Regions from separate parts of the Mus musculus genome. Here region 2 is linked to region 1. A link is a contact called in public Hi-C data. All regions are on one chromosome and are shown on one strand. Each heading gives the region's core, a stretch centred on a gene start, on an enhancer-like site or on the middle of the called end of the contact. The rest is flanking DNA. Distances are from core to core; before and after follow the strand shown. Region 1 overlaps Pde4b (phosphodiesterase 4B, cAMP specific). Region 2 overlaps Pde4b (phosphodiesterase 4B, cAMP specific).

Region 1 (6,867 bases), core at 449-2,948:
TTTAACCCAATTTTCATGCTCATAGCTCCACTGACATTGCTTCTTTTGTCAAGATTATTGGGACCAACTATCTTGTCTATTCTGTTGTACCTCCTCAAACATTTCCCTCTCCTTAGCTTCAGACAGTCTGCCCCACTGATTTCTCACTAGTACCAGTGGATGCTCATCTTCCAGACATATAGGGTCCACAATTCCTTTCCTGTCTCTCTCCTCTCACATAAACTGAACTCTGGCCTTTAAGCTTGTCTGGCAGCCAGTGGCTGCCAGAATCTTATCTTCAATCTTATTCTTTCCCTTCAGCTCCAAATCTGTGACCATAGCAGCATCTTCCCTTTGTGGACCAGGACCTCAAACTCATAAGCCAGGAGCAGGACCTGAGGGGACTCTGCTGTAAAGTAGGAGTCCACTTATCACATGGGGCTCAGCTCTTACCCTCAGGCTAGGCATTTCAGTCAGTGAGTTCGCTCAGGCCTTACCTTGCACATACACCTGGAATTTGACTTCTGTTACCACGCTGCCACTGCTCACCAAGGCAAAGCACCATTAACACCTAGCTTGTCTTCAGAAATATTCACTGACTGGATGGTTCACCTTTGTCCTATCTTCTTCAGTCATTTCTCCAGAGTGATTATTTTAAAAACCAAACCATTCAATGGGCCTCATTCATGCTCTAATGAAAGATAAGGTTTGTTTTGTTTTGTTTTGTTTTCTAGAACCTATTCTTAGAATTTTGTACTTTCCTCTGTAAAATTACAAAGATGAGAAGAGAAAACATGAACTTTCAAGCTGTTTTGGTCAATCCCCTGATAAAGTGCCAAGGTTATCAGTGACTGCAAGGACCCTGCCTTGTGTCCCAAACCCTATCATACTTGCATAATGTCACCTTTGCCACCATACAGATTGCTTTAGAGACTCCTGCATACTTTGTATCTTGCCTGATACACACTTAAAATTACTTTTGGGGAACTTAGGCCCAACATCTTATTTGATTATTGCCTTCCTGAATTAGATACCTATAGTTGATTCATAGTGCTTTAGGTACTATAGCAGGTACCTATAGTACTTATAGTCGTTATCTCAGTCATTAATAACCACCACCCTTCCCCCTGGTAAGAGGTCTCACTTGCTCATCGAAACACTGCAGGTTTTTTTTTCTTTTCTTTTTATTACGTATTTTCCTCAATTACATTTTCAATGCTATCCCAAAAGTCCCCCACACCCTCACCCCCCCACTCCCCTACCCACCCATTCCCATTTTTGGCCCTGGCGTTCCCCTGTACTGGGGCATATAAAGTTTGCGTGTCCAATGGGCCTCTCTTTCCAGTGATGGCCGACTAGGCCATCTTTTGATACATATGCAGCTAGAGTCAAGAGCTCCGGGGTACTAGTTAGTTCATAATGTTGCACCTACAGGGTTGCAGATCTCTTTAGCTCCTTGGATACTTTCTCTAGCTCCTCCATTGGGGGCCCTGTGATCCATCCAATAGTTGACTGTGAGCATCCACTTCTGTGTTTGCTAGGCAACACTGCAGGTTTTAACAGGGACTTTGAAATTGCCACCTGCTGTCTAGAAGACTTGACATGCTCATTGCCAACAATGAGCAAATGAAGGCTGCCACATGGGACTTTTACAATAAAGACTAAAGCAGGGAAGAGCCCTTCCTTCTCATCATGAGGCTGAGGCACAGAGCATGACTGTGTCCCTGTGTGAAAGAGCTTGACTAACAGGCTTGCTTGACATATAGAGACTAGAGACAGCGCAGATATAGGGACCAAGAACTGTTGAATCTTTCTATTCAGTATTGCTTGAGGTTGGCACTGTGTCTACCCTTTCATTTATTACAATAGCTCCATTATAGGGCCCAATAGTTCCTCTGTTTTACTTGTGCCCATTTTAATTAGTTTCTCGGCACTCACAAATTCAAGATCTTTAAATAGTGCAGTATATTATATCCTCGCTTTACGGTTGCAAACCTCAAAGCCCAGGAAATTAAATTACCTGTTACCGATTAAGAAACTAAATGAGATTTGAATTCAGGTCTGTGTAGTTCCCTTTCTGCTCCACTGAGTTGCCATTATTTTATTTAGTACTCAGTAAGTAGAGTTAAACATATGACACAATTTACTTAGTGTCATCTTTAATGGGGACAAGCCTCTAATATATCCACAAAACTGGGAAAAGGTTCTAGCTGTCCAAGCAGCCTCACACAGGTCTCTGAACAAGTTTCTTTATTTGTAAAATGGCCAGGTTTGAGTCAATAGCCACTGATGGTCTTGTCTTTACAGGAAAGTTTTCTAACGTCAAATTGATTCTTAGTACCTCTGAAGATCCAATTATACCGACTGTGCCTCTAGGATTTATTTAAATATGAAAACAAAGCACATCAGGAGGGGGTGCCTGTGTCAGACTTCATGATGAGCCAAGTTGGCTTGTGGCCCTCCAGCAGCACGCAGAGCAGCTCTGTTTCAACTCCGGGATGTTATTGTTTCCAGATCACAGTCTCATCCTAAAGGACACACACACTGTCAGGCAGGAATTAAAAAATATTCTCAAGCAACCTTTTGGAAGATGAAAAGGTGGCTCTTTTCCCTTCTGAAATTACAGTATACTCTCCTAAGTCTTGGAAACTCATCATTCAGAGAGGTTATTATAAGTGCCTCGCTCTTGCTTTCACACTGAGTACAGAACAATTTGTACAGCAGATCAAGGCGTGAATTGATGACAGGTTTGAACCCAGAACCAGTGCCAATTAATAGCTATGGTTATGCAAATCTAAAAACCAGGACATACATGGACACGCACACACACATGCACAAGTGCACACACACATGTACATAAATTCATCCACGTAGAGTATCCCCCAACATGCATGTACACATACACACACACAGTATGGGCTTTTTCTTTCTGTTGGAATATGTTCTTAGACTGAATGCAGGAAACTATCCCTGGTGGGAGCTTTTGGAGACTCGCCCAAGTCTAAAATATCAGGATACTGTTTCTAAGTGATTATCTGGTTGAACACTCAATTCTTTGAATAAGAAATCAATTCATCCTTTTAGAGATTCTTTTTCTGCAGAAGTTCTAATATTTTGAAGTTCTTATTTCGATGGTCTTTTGCTATTCACAAGGTATTTTCACATAAATTACCCATTTTCCCTCCAAAGCTACAGAGGTTGTGCTGTAACTACTATGTACATTCGGCTTCCTTGCTTACAGCGTCACATGACTCTGTGACCATTTGCATAAATGACCCTTCGGTTCAGTGACTTAGCCTTGTTCTAAAGATCAGCCACTTATCCACTGCTCTACCACCCAGACTTCTGGCAGTGTAAAAGCATCAGTAATTTATGGGTAAACACATCTAGGCTAGACTCTCAAATTCACTAGCTTTGTGACCATAAGCACATGACTTAATCTTTTGGATATCTGATTCCATTGTCTTTGAAACAAAGTTGATGGCAACAAAATTGTAAATGTGTTACAGTCTATGAGAATCTGCATAAACCCTGTGGTACTTAGCAATGCCCATATCACACTCCTTCATGGCAGGCACTCATCAAAGGACTCATCTTAAGCCAAGTGTTCTTGACTGATAAAGATGTGCCCTGATCATAGCTGGTTCGTGAGTGTCTCTGGACTGTCCGAATATTCAGTGAAAGTTTTGAGTGTGAGGTCATCCCAGGGATGTTTTGTGGGTTTTCTGCCTCTTGATTGACTTTATCCATATTGGAAAAATAACACTCAGGGACAAGCTTGCAATTTTACAGGGATGTTGGGTGCTGAGGGGTTGTGTGCTTGCCTACTTTGATTTTTGCCATTCTGGTACCCTGTGATCTCCTTGTCTAACACACACACACACACACACACACACACACACACACTGAACACAAAGGTAGCCTGACAATGTGTGGCATATTGAGAGTTGAACATCTCCAGACTCTACTATTAATCATTCAGAACTAGTTACTGAATCCAATAAGCTCTACTAGAGGGTGCATCAGGTTTTGAGTAGCCAGCTAACTGTCCACTTTTCCATAGCTACAAATCTCCATTTGCTTGCAGACTGTACTCACTTCTGGTCATAGTATGTGGGTAAGGTGATGAGGGCATTAAATCAACCAAGGAAAGAATTTATGATTGTGAATTATTAGGATAAAAGTCAATGAGCTAGCTATTATGTTTATAATAAGCAGAAGATCCAACCTGACATGATCCAAAGTCTCAGTTGTCTCATCTTTATTATGGGCAGGTCATTGGCCATCACCTGAGCTGAGCTGTCATTGTCTTCCTGACTCCTTCCCTACATTTTACTTACTACAGTGTTAAACACTGTGTAAGACAAATCCTCTGTCAGACTCATCTGCGAAATAGAAACAGCAATACTGTCTCAAAAGGTCCTTCTAGCAGTATATAAAGTCTGCCTGAACATCAGTTTCCTTAATCATACAAAGGAAATACATATACTTTTATCACAAGATTGTGGCGGCAGCTAAATATGCAAGGAAGTTTTTTTGGGGGGGGGGACTCTAAAATCAGATTTAATAATTCTATTTTTAATTGCTTGTTTGTATAAAATTCTATAATGATCAGAGCCAGCATTATTGCTGCTTTTATTATTTATAAGTAAAATGGCACAGACACTGATTTTTCATGTTAAAGAGATGCTCATTAAAGGAGTTGGCTTGCAAGCAAAACCAAATAATCAGATTATGTTCAGAAGCACAACATTTATTGTAATTTACTTCAGCCAATTAAGTCGTGTTTTTAAAAAAGATTTATTTATTTATTTATATAACGTATATGAGTACACTGTTGCTATCTTCAGATATACCAGAAGAGGGCATTATATCCCATCGCAGATGGTTGTGAGCCACATGTGGTTGCTGGGAATTGAACCCAGAACCTCTAGAAGAGCAACCAGTTCTCTTTAACTGCCGAGCCATCTCTCTAGCTTCTTAAATTCATGTTTAAGCACTTAAAATTTGTTAGAGAGAAATCAGCTTTATGATGTCATTTAACATTAGTAAGTTGAAAAGTTAGTGGCATAAACCAGTGCTGTCCTAATTAAGCAATTGCCAGCTGCTCTGGGCCAGGCTGTTCAGGTCCCCACTGGCACTGCAAGAGGTACTGCAATCACCTTTCTTTTAACTCCTTGTTCAGGAAAGGCTGTTGGTTGGTGAGGGGCAACCAAGCCTGAATCCAAGATCTGTGCATAGAACCTGCTGGAACAGAAAAGCCAAAAAGAACCATCTGTAGATGCACTCCTGAAATAAAGTTTTCTGCTTGTAATCATTCCCAAGCCCAAGGATTCTCCAGTATTGCTTTGGAAGGGGCCAAGAACTACTGTTATAGAAAGTGAGCTTTACTATACAAGAAATAGCAGTCAGTGCTCACATGTAACAGCTGACAAGGCAATACTCAGGTATAAATCACACCTCTCAGACCTATTTTCTTTGAATCGCTGCCATGATAATTAACTGCAGCCATGAAAATTCATTAGGTTCAGTTTTTATTTTAAATGAGAACAAAATAATCCTTACTTCAGAGGATTATTTACAAGACTGAGATATATATATATATATATATATATATATATATATATATATATATATATATATATGCATTTATATATTATTGTAACATTTAGTGAGAAATGCAAGTCAGAGGTCACTCATTTTGCCAAGACTGACACTGGAGACTCAGTAGGTTTCTCTCAAGAAACTCAATGGACATTTTTCTTTCTTCAGTTGCACAAATTAAACTAAATCAGTTTCACTGTTAAAGAACTTACATTCCAGATATCAAGGAATGCATACAACCTCCTCCATGCATGCCAGAAAATAAATAAAAATACAAAGAGGCTAAACAATATTTCAAAAATAAGATCAACGCACAAAATCAAATGTAAGTCTATGCATCAGTAATGTACAACTTGAAAATTAAGTTAAAGTAATTATATTAACAAAGGCATCAAGAAGAATAAAGTACTTCAAAATAAAATTTCCATGAACATGCAAAGCTTCTATACCGTAAACACTTTCAAAATGTTCTAAAAGCGCTAAGTGGAAAAGCATCCAAATATACACTAAAGAAAAGAAAGATCAACTAGACTTAACTAAGATCACAAATTATATACATTCTTTGCATCTAAGAACATTATTTTGTAACTAAAAAGACAAAAGCAGACTTTTTAAAAACAGCTGAAAAGGCAAAGAATGGGAAGAAATCCACGTAAATCATGTATCTGTGAAGGGTCTGTGAAGGGTTTTCCTTCCAGAATATACCAGCAGCCGTGATAGATCTGCAGTAAGACTCTACAGCATCCAGGCTTTCAAACAAGAAAATAAATACATATTTGTTTTCTTTGGGGTTTCTGTTTCTTCATCTTACTGTGTTATGGATCAACCTAACAGTCTTGTACTAATTATGCCAGAACTCTATCACAGCTAGACCCCAGGCCTTCAGCAGAAAATTTGAGTCTTCATTTCTCCAAAGAGTATATATAAGTGGCCAACACCCAACAAAATGTGCTGGATATTACTAATTCTCTGGGATATGCAAGCCAAAACCACAATGAGCTGACCACTTTACACCCCCTCAAATGTCTACCACTAAAATGGTAGACAATAACACATGCTAGAGAAAAGACTAAGAAATTAGAACTCACATTGTGGTTGGGAAAGTTACAGGTCTTTAAAACATTAGACAGACCCACAGGCCAACCTCATATAAATATTCTGTCATTGAGACTCTTCCAAGACTATTCTTGACTGTGTCAAATTGACAATTAGAATTAACCATTATGACACTGTTGTAGATAGACAATATGTGTGACATATACAAGTATGATCTATAGTATACAT
Region 2 (7,074 bases), core at 228-2,727, 68 kb after region 1:
CTGGAAGGAGAGTCATAGACTCTAGAAGTGGATTCTCAAGGCAACATGGCACGAGTCTGTTGTTACTATGCCCAGAGAAGTTCTGCTCTGCCTAGGGCATGGACTCATCATCATGATGTCTGTGCTTTTGTACAGTTAAGCTTTTCGTTAGGAAAGCCACCGGTTGGTTCTATAAATGTGGATCTCTGTTACTGTGAGTAGAGGCGAGGATCCCTGTCTAGCTTCTCTTCTACAGGACCAGAGAGAAGTACTGGCCAGTGTAAATATCAAGGAAATAGTCAAATGGTTATTTTTACTTTTCAAATGTTAAGCAAGTGTTTGAAGATGTTAATCTAAGTATAAATGGGGGGAAAAACTTTTCTAATAGAACATTGATGAGACTGGTTTTTTTTTTTTGGTTGTGTGAACAACATTCCCACATATATATAATATGTGTACAAACTCTAGACACTGATGCTCCTAGGGTGGCATTCTCAGGTGTTGTGGGGAGGATGGGGAAGGAAGGTTAATGTCAGAGGATTAGATCAGCTCGACTCAAGTACTCCACTGCAGTCTTTGACTGACAAACATTTTGACCCAAGTGGATCGGCCTGTCAGATAAGAGATGTCAACTGTGGGATTCTTGCATTCATCCAACAACTATGTATGTGTGTTCTGATATGAGAGTCAGCTCCAGGTTCTAGAAATACAGAAATGAATTAAGGCATAAGTCTTGCTTCTAGGAGGCTGTGGTCTGAAGGAAGAAAGATCACTAAGCCCAGGAAGACAGTCCAACATGACAAACTCTGAGACAAAAATGCCTTGTGGAGGAAAGGGCCTAGGGCACAGATTATATAACAGTATAATAATAAAAAAAAAAGAGGTCACTTCAAATGAAGTTGTATACTTTAGAGCCTTCGTTCTTTCCCTCTTTCAAATAGGTCACAAGGAATAAGCCTAGCAAACTGTGAGGATTAAATGATGCAGATGATGCTCGGTGAGTTGCTTTAAAAAAGACAGCAGAAGGAAAAGCGGAGCTCAGTCCCCAGGGCAGTGTGCAGCTCTGCTGACCCGAGCGCTTAAATCTTTTTTCATAGAGTTTGTCTTTCCAGTGGGAAGATTTGTTAGAGTCCGTCAAAGGAACTCAGCTAGAGACCGTTTCCACTGAATCAGAACTGACCTATCCCTAGGACTCTGCTTTATGGCTCTTCATTACAGACAGCAGGCTTGTGCAGGTAATTGGGAGTCAGGACAGCATCCCCCTAGGGACAATGGCAAGGCCATTCAGTGGCCTCCCAGTTCAGCTTGAATTCCTGAAGGCAGAGCTGCTCCTGGTTTAATCAAAGGCTTCATGCACACCTTGCACTTCTCTTCTTTATCTCTGATTTTTTTCCTTCCAGGCTCAGGAAGTTTGACTTCTCATCTTCCTTCAAGGGCTTAAATTGGAGGCCAGGAAACCATGAGAAACAGTGGTGCCTTCTGCCATCTGCTGGCTCCTTCTTGTCACCAGCCCAAAGTTGGCTTAGCAAAGATTCCAAGGGATGAGAGGCGACACTGTCAGAGGAGGTGTGAGGCAGATGATGACCCTGCTTTACCACAAAGCCTACTGAAGCTGGTAGTGTGGTACTCCATAAGCTTGTTTTAGGGAAAACACAATTGTGTTTCTTTCAGATTTTATTCTTACATCATTACCACATCAGACTCATCAAGGAAAGTCACATTCTTTATGGATCCATTTGAAGGCAACAACAGAAGTCAATGCTAAAGATGACAGAAGCAAGGGTAGGGAGTGAGAAGGAGAAAGAGGCCAGGAGAAACATGTTTCAGTGGATGCCAGTAGTCTTTAATTGGTTCAGGAAACACTTTTTTCCCAAAGGATCTGTTATTTGCAAGATTCTGACCCAAATATCTGGGACACAAAAACAGGTAATATTGCCTCCCTTGACTATGACAATGCATTGGGAAGCATTCAAATAAATGGAGAATTAAACAGAGACCTGCAGGTATTCTCATGCTATAGTTAGTCCAGCATATCCATGGGTTTTAGGATGTAGTCAATCGTGGCTAGAAAACAGTTGGGGAAATATGTATCTGTAACAAATATGTACAGACTATATTTTCTTACTGTGCCTTAAAGAATGGAGTATAGTAACTGTGTACCTAAATTTGCGTTGCATTTTATATAATACATAAGCCCTAAAATGATTGGAGTTACACAGGAGGAGCTGTGGAGATTACATGTCAATACTAAGCCATTTCATAAAAGGGACCTAAGCACCCACATCTTTGGGGTTTGGAATGGGATGGGTGTTTCTGGAATTGAGCTCTTGGGAACAGCAAAAACAATTGTTCTACATAAAGAACTGTGAGGGAGCACAGAGGAGAGGCGGCCATCAGTGTGGCACTGCGGTGCCAGAGAGGATCCCTGGAAAAGGTGATCCAAGATGATATTAGAATAGAGCCTTGTACTAGAGGCAGCAGTGGGAAAGGCTGCCAGTTCCAGGAATGTCACTACTGCCCAAGCAGCAGAGATCTCCCACTAAGCAGAAAACAGCTGTTAAAGCTTTAGATATTAGACAAAATTCCCTTGGCTGTGTAGGGATGCCAATGGGACCAGGAGAAGCAGGCCCAACCAAGTAGAGAGGCTGCATACAATGCTCTGGAGATGGGTGAGCAAGCCTGCTAGGATAGGTCTCTTGTCCTGGAAGGAAGGTGTCTTTAACCAGTCCTCGTGTTGGACATGGACAACCTCTTCCTTACAAGCATATGGCTACTCACAAAGTCAGAAATGTATATGCTGCATCCTCCAAATTCACCTGAAATGTCAATGTAACTTCACGAATGGTAGATGTTCAACCTTAACTACACCAGCACCAGTACTACTTGGAATCACAAATACAGTCACCAAACGTAAGATGGTTCTGAAAATTGTGGTATAGCTTGCTAGATGAACAATTCAGCAGTACATGGGAAGTTGTAATTCTAGAAGCCACAGTGAATGGTAAAAGCTTCTAAAAATCTATATTCAAATCAATATGAAAAATGTTCAGATGGGGGCTGGGAAGAGAGCTCAGCTCGTAGATTGCTTGCCGTGGAGGGATACGGACCTGAGTTTGGAGCCTCAGAACCAATGTAAAACCTTGGTGAAGAAACAGTATGTGTCTGTAAGTGCATCGTTAGAGTAGAGGTAGGGGTAGAGACAGGCAGAGAGCCCTGGAAGTACCCTGGTAAATAGAGAACAACCGAGAAAGGCATCTGCCATTGACCTCTGGCTTCTGCATGCATGTGATGGTGGGTAACCACCCCCCCCAACACATACATGCACACCATTCACTCATCCACATACACAATATAGACATATTGTGTGTACACATATATACACATACATACACGTGGATAGAAAATACTGAACTACTAGCAATGGCACTTTTCTTCTTCTATCTATGTTTTATAGAGCTTTCTTATACTGCTTATATAATGCTTGAATCTAAAGAAGCCTAAACTTGAAATGTGTGTCCTGATCAAGGCAGAGACAGGAAATGCCCTAGATAAATGACACTGTTTATGTGTTTGTTTCTACCATTGCGGGTTCCCTTTTCTTCCTGATTGTATTCTGGTTTGTGTGGTATATTCATTTCACTTGTTAAAGCCCCCTTCAGTCTTTCTCTTGGCCATCGCTGCCCCCTTGCTCCCTTGATCTGTGGGATGTATTGTGATGTCTGCCCACTAATTTTTGCTGTGACTGGGGCTGGTGTCTGGTTGGTGATTCACGTTTGTTCCGAAGCCGAACATCTGTGCTGGTTGCTTTGAAACAGTGCCCCAGGGAATGTGAAAGGCCCTTTGTCTCACTGAAACTTCTTCTCTACAACTGAGACCTCTTCCTGGCTTCTTCTGATTTCCAGCAAGCTACCTCCCTTTTGAGTTCAGGCTATGGGGTTACAGGGTAAAGGAGAAAAAGAAAAGAAAACCAAAGAGGAAAGAGTTTGTGTGGGGAGGGATCTAGTGTCAGCTCATATGGGCCCACGTGCTTCGTAAGTGTGGCAGAGCACCCTTCCCCCAGTCTCACTTTCTTCTGCTACTGTTTTGTGAATGTAGCCTCTGCACACAGGAAGGCTGATAGCAGAAAGACAAATGAGCCCTACTAGAAAACTCATGGAAAAAAGTCTTAAGGGTTTTGCATACTTGGCCAGATGCTGATGTAAGTCCAGAGAGCATTGATAGTCATAACAGTGAGTGGCATCACATGAGCACTGACCAAAGCACTCAAGCTACAGACTGCCTGGCATCCCAAACACTCACCTTTTGGTCTTGCCAAACTTGCTGGAGTTTAAGACGTTGGCTGTATGGCCACTCTTTAAAGTATTCTGCTGGTTTACTATGGAAAGGCTATGAACATGTACACCAAAATGAATAATAATGATACCGTTTTACATGGAATTTAGAAGTTCACTTGTAGGCTTTGGCTGACCCCAGTTTCACCATTTAAGAACCTGCCCTCTTTGCCATTAAGAAGAATTCAGAAGGTTGGAGAGATGGCTCAGTGCTTAAGAGTGCCAGCTACCCTTTCAAAGGTCCCAAGTTTGATTCCCAGCACCCACAAGGTAGCTTTTACCCATCTGTAACTCTGCTCTCTTCTGGCCTCCAGGGGAAGGGCCATGCATGTAATGCAATACATATGAACAGGCTAATACACATACAAATAAATAATATACATATGTATAATATATCTATATATACACACACAGACATAATAAGTATATATGAAGAGTTCACAGAAAGAATCAGGACATAAAAGGTTTGCATGTCACCAAGAATCCTTCTTTACAAAGTAACTGTTTAGCTTCTCAGCAGCTAGTAGAGATGTCACTCAAGGCAGGTGTGCAATGTGCTTCATTATACTTCCACTTGTTCTGAAGTACAGGCCAGGAAGGCTGGCAAGAATGTGAATCCAAAGGATTACACACCTGCCTGAGGCATTGGGAAGGTGCCCGTCCCAGACCACTGGGCTTCTGAGAAGATCCGTCTATGGAGCACATAGTAAGTGGCTGCAGCACCTGCTTGGCCCTTTGCCTAGGGCTCCTCATGTGCAGCTTTCTATCAGCCTTTGTATGGAGTCTGAAAGCAGCTTTGATCAACAGTCTCTAGGGTGGCACCATACTCCCTCATCTGGTTCCAAGGGAAGCCAGAGTTCAAGGCAGTCTGCTGCCTCCTTCTGGCTTTTTCAAGAAGGTACTTTGTGTCCCTGGAGAATCATTCAGGAGTGGCCATAGACTGACTCTTACATACCAAAAACAACTTTTGATAGAAAAGAAATGGCATTCCATTACCCAGTATGCCATTGTGTAACTGAGAGTGAAAACGGCTGTAAAGTTATGGAGTGGGAAAAGGCGCCTTCCAGTGTTCCATCAGCAACTAGCTTAGCTCTCCCTCATCCGTGGTCTTTGTATGCTTTCTGCTGCCCATCATCAAAGATGGCTCAACACTATGCAATGGAAAAGTCTAGAAATAAACAGTTCATGAGTTTTAAATAGCATTTATCACAGTATTTCTCATCTCAATAAATTTGTGTGTGTGTGTGTGTGTGTGTGTGTGTGTGTGTGTGCATGTGTACACATGCTTGTGCAAGACAGAGCTCCACATTAAATGGCTTCCTTAAGAACTCTCTGCTTTATTTCTCAGCACCAGGTCTATCTGCAAACCTGGGCTTCACCGATGTGTGTTGACGAGCTGGCCAGTGAGCTTTCGGGACTTGCTTCAGTACTTCCGGTGCTGGAATTACAGCTGTGACCCTGCACTTACTTTTTCACAGAGGTGCTTCAGCTCCAGAGTCTGATCTCTGTGTTTTCACATAAAGAATGTATATCCACAGGGCTATGTCTCCATTTCTCCAGTATAGTTAAGAATTGTCTTGGTCATAGTTGATGTGAATCTCTTGCTGCGACTGATTTGCAAACTTTATCACCAGTGTGTCTATATAGGAAGAAACAGCATGCATGGAGCTGCTAGCATCTGTTTTGTTTGTTTGTTTGTTTTCAGACAGCTGCTTAGGGTCTTAGGATGTATCCCCTTCATCTCAATGAGTTCAGGGAAACCAGCATGTTTCCTTAAACAAGATATTGATGTTTGGTTTTCTCTGTCTTATTTACCTCCAATGTAATGGAATCATATTATAAAGCTTGCAGTGTGTGTGTGGCTTAATGAAATTATATACCAGAAAGTACCTTGTAAATTTAAGAAGTATAAGCAAAAGCAACATACACAGAGAGGGAGAGAGACAGAGAGACAGAGAGAGACAGACAGAGGGACAGAGAGACAGAGACAGAGAGAGACAGAGAGAGACAGAGAGAGACAGAGAGAGCAGATTAGGATTTCTCAGAGGATCATGGCATCTGGATAAACATAAAGGAAACTGAACTAGATAAAAGACCATCCCCGCTCCCCATACCTCTCCCACAGTCTCTCAGCAGTGAGAGACAGCAGGGGGCAGTGTGTGCCTGAGAGAAACTGAGCAAGGTGGGCTCTGTCTATTTGAAGCTAAGTGGAGCTGTGCATCTGGGAAGAAAAACATCTGAGATGATTAAAGCAAACTGGGGAAAGACACACTGCTCTACAGTGCTAGCAAGCTGGGGCAGAAACAAGACACAAAAAACACATAGCTCTTGTTTATGTTCAAGATACCAAACTTCTAAAATAGCACTGGGCTTGAAGGTTCCTTCCTGGGTAAGGGGCACTGATCAGAATCTCCCTGCCCTCGGCTGTGACAGCCTGTGATGGGATTCTTCTCAGCTCAGCAGCCTGGGACAGTAATTTGGTGTTATCAGATTAATTAAGTAATTTATGTGGCTAAATTTACATATGAATATTAAATATCAGGCTGGGCTTCTCTAATCAGACAGCCAGTGTTTTCAGGGTAACACTTTGTTCCCAAAACATTCAGAAATATGCAAATTGGATTCTTTAATGAGGCTGATATTTATGTAAGGGAGAAGTCTTCCAGCTAGGAAGACGCCTTCCCATGATATTTTTGTCTGACACCTAAAGCTATGCTAGATGCTTCCCTCTGGAGCTGCTCATTATCAACAACATTATTTATTT

What was found. A called contact is a pair of places that touch in the nucleus more often than the background predicts.
Region 2: a Hi-C map of forebrain shows a contact between it and region 1, with 3 times the contacts expected there. The contact joins two enhancer-like sites. A contact is called at or near these places in 8 of 484 Hi-C or Micro-C datasets (the N1E-115 cell line, astrocytes, brain and 4 more) and 1 of 115 datasets of contacts at active chromatin or transcription factors (neural progenitor cells).

Annotation. Positions count from the first base shown.
Region 1 is chr4:102,411,578-102,418,444 of GRCm38.p6, forward strand. The region is part of intron 1 of Pde4b (phosphodiesterase 4B, cAMP specific); the gene reads left to right. Among named protein-coding and RNA genes, the nearest start is that of Gm52669, 67 kb to the left of the region's middle. Within about 2 kb of position 1,699, at least 30 of the 459 cell types and tissues checked have an H3K27ac peak or open chromatin away from gene starts, as enhancers often do. A contact at or near this core is called in cerebral cortex, cortical glia and forebrain, where this site is marked.
Region 2 is chr4:102,479,819-102,486,892 of GRCm38.p6, forward strand. All of the region lies in intron 1 of Pde4b (phosphodiesterase 4B, cAMP specific), which reads left to right. Among named protein-coding and RNA genes, the nearest start is that of Gm52668, 32 kb to the right of the region's middle. Within about 2 kb of position 1,478, at least 14 of the 459 cell types and tissues checked have an H3K27ac peak or open chromatin away from gene starts, as enhancers often do. A contact at or near this core is called in cerebral cortex, cortical glia and forebrain, where this site is marked.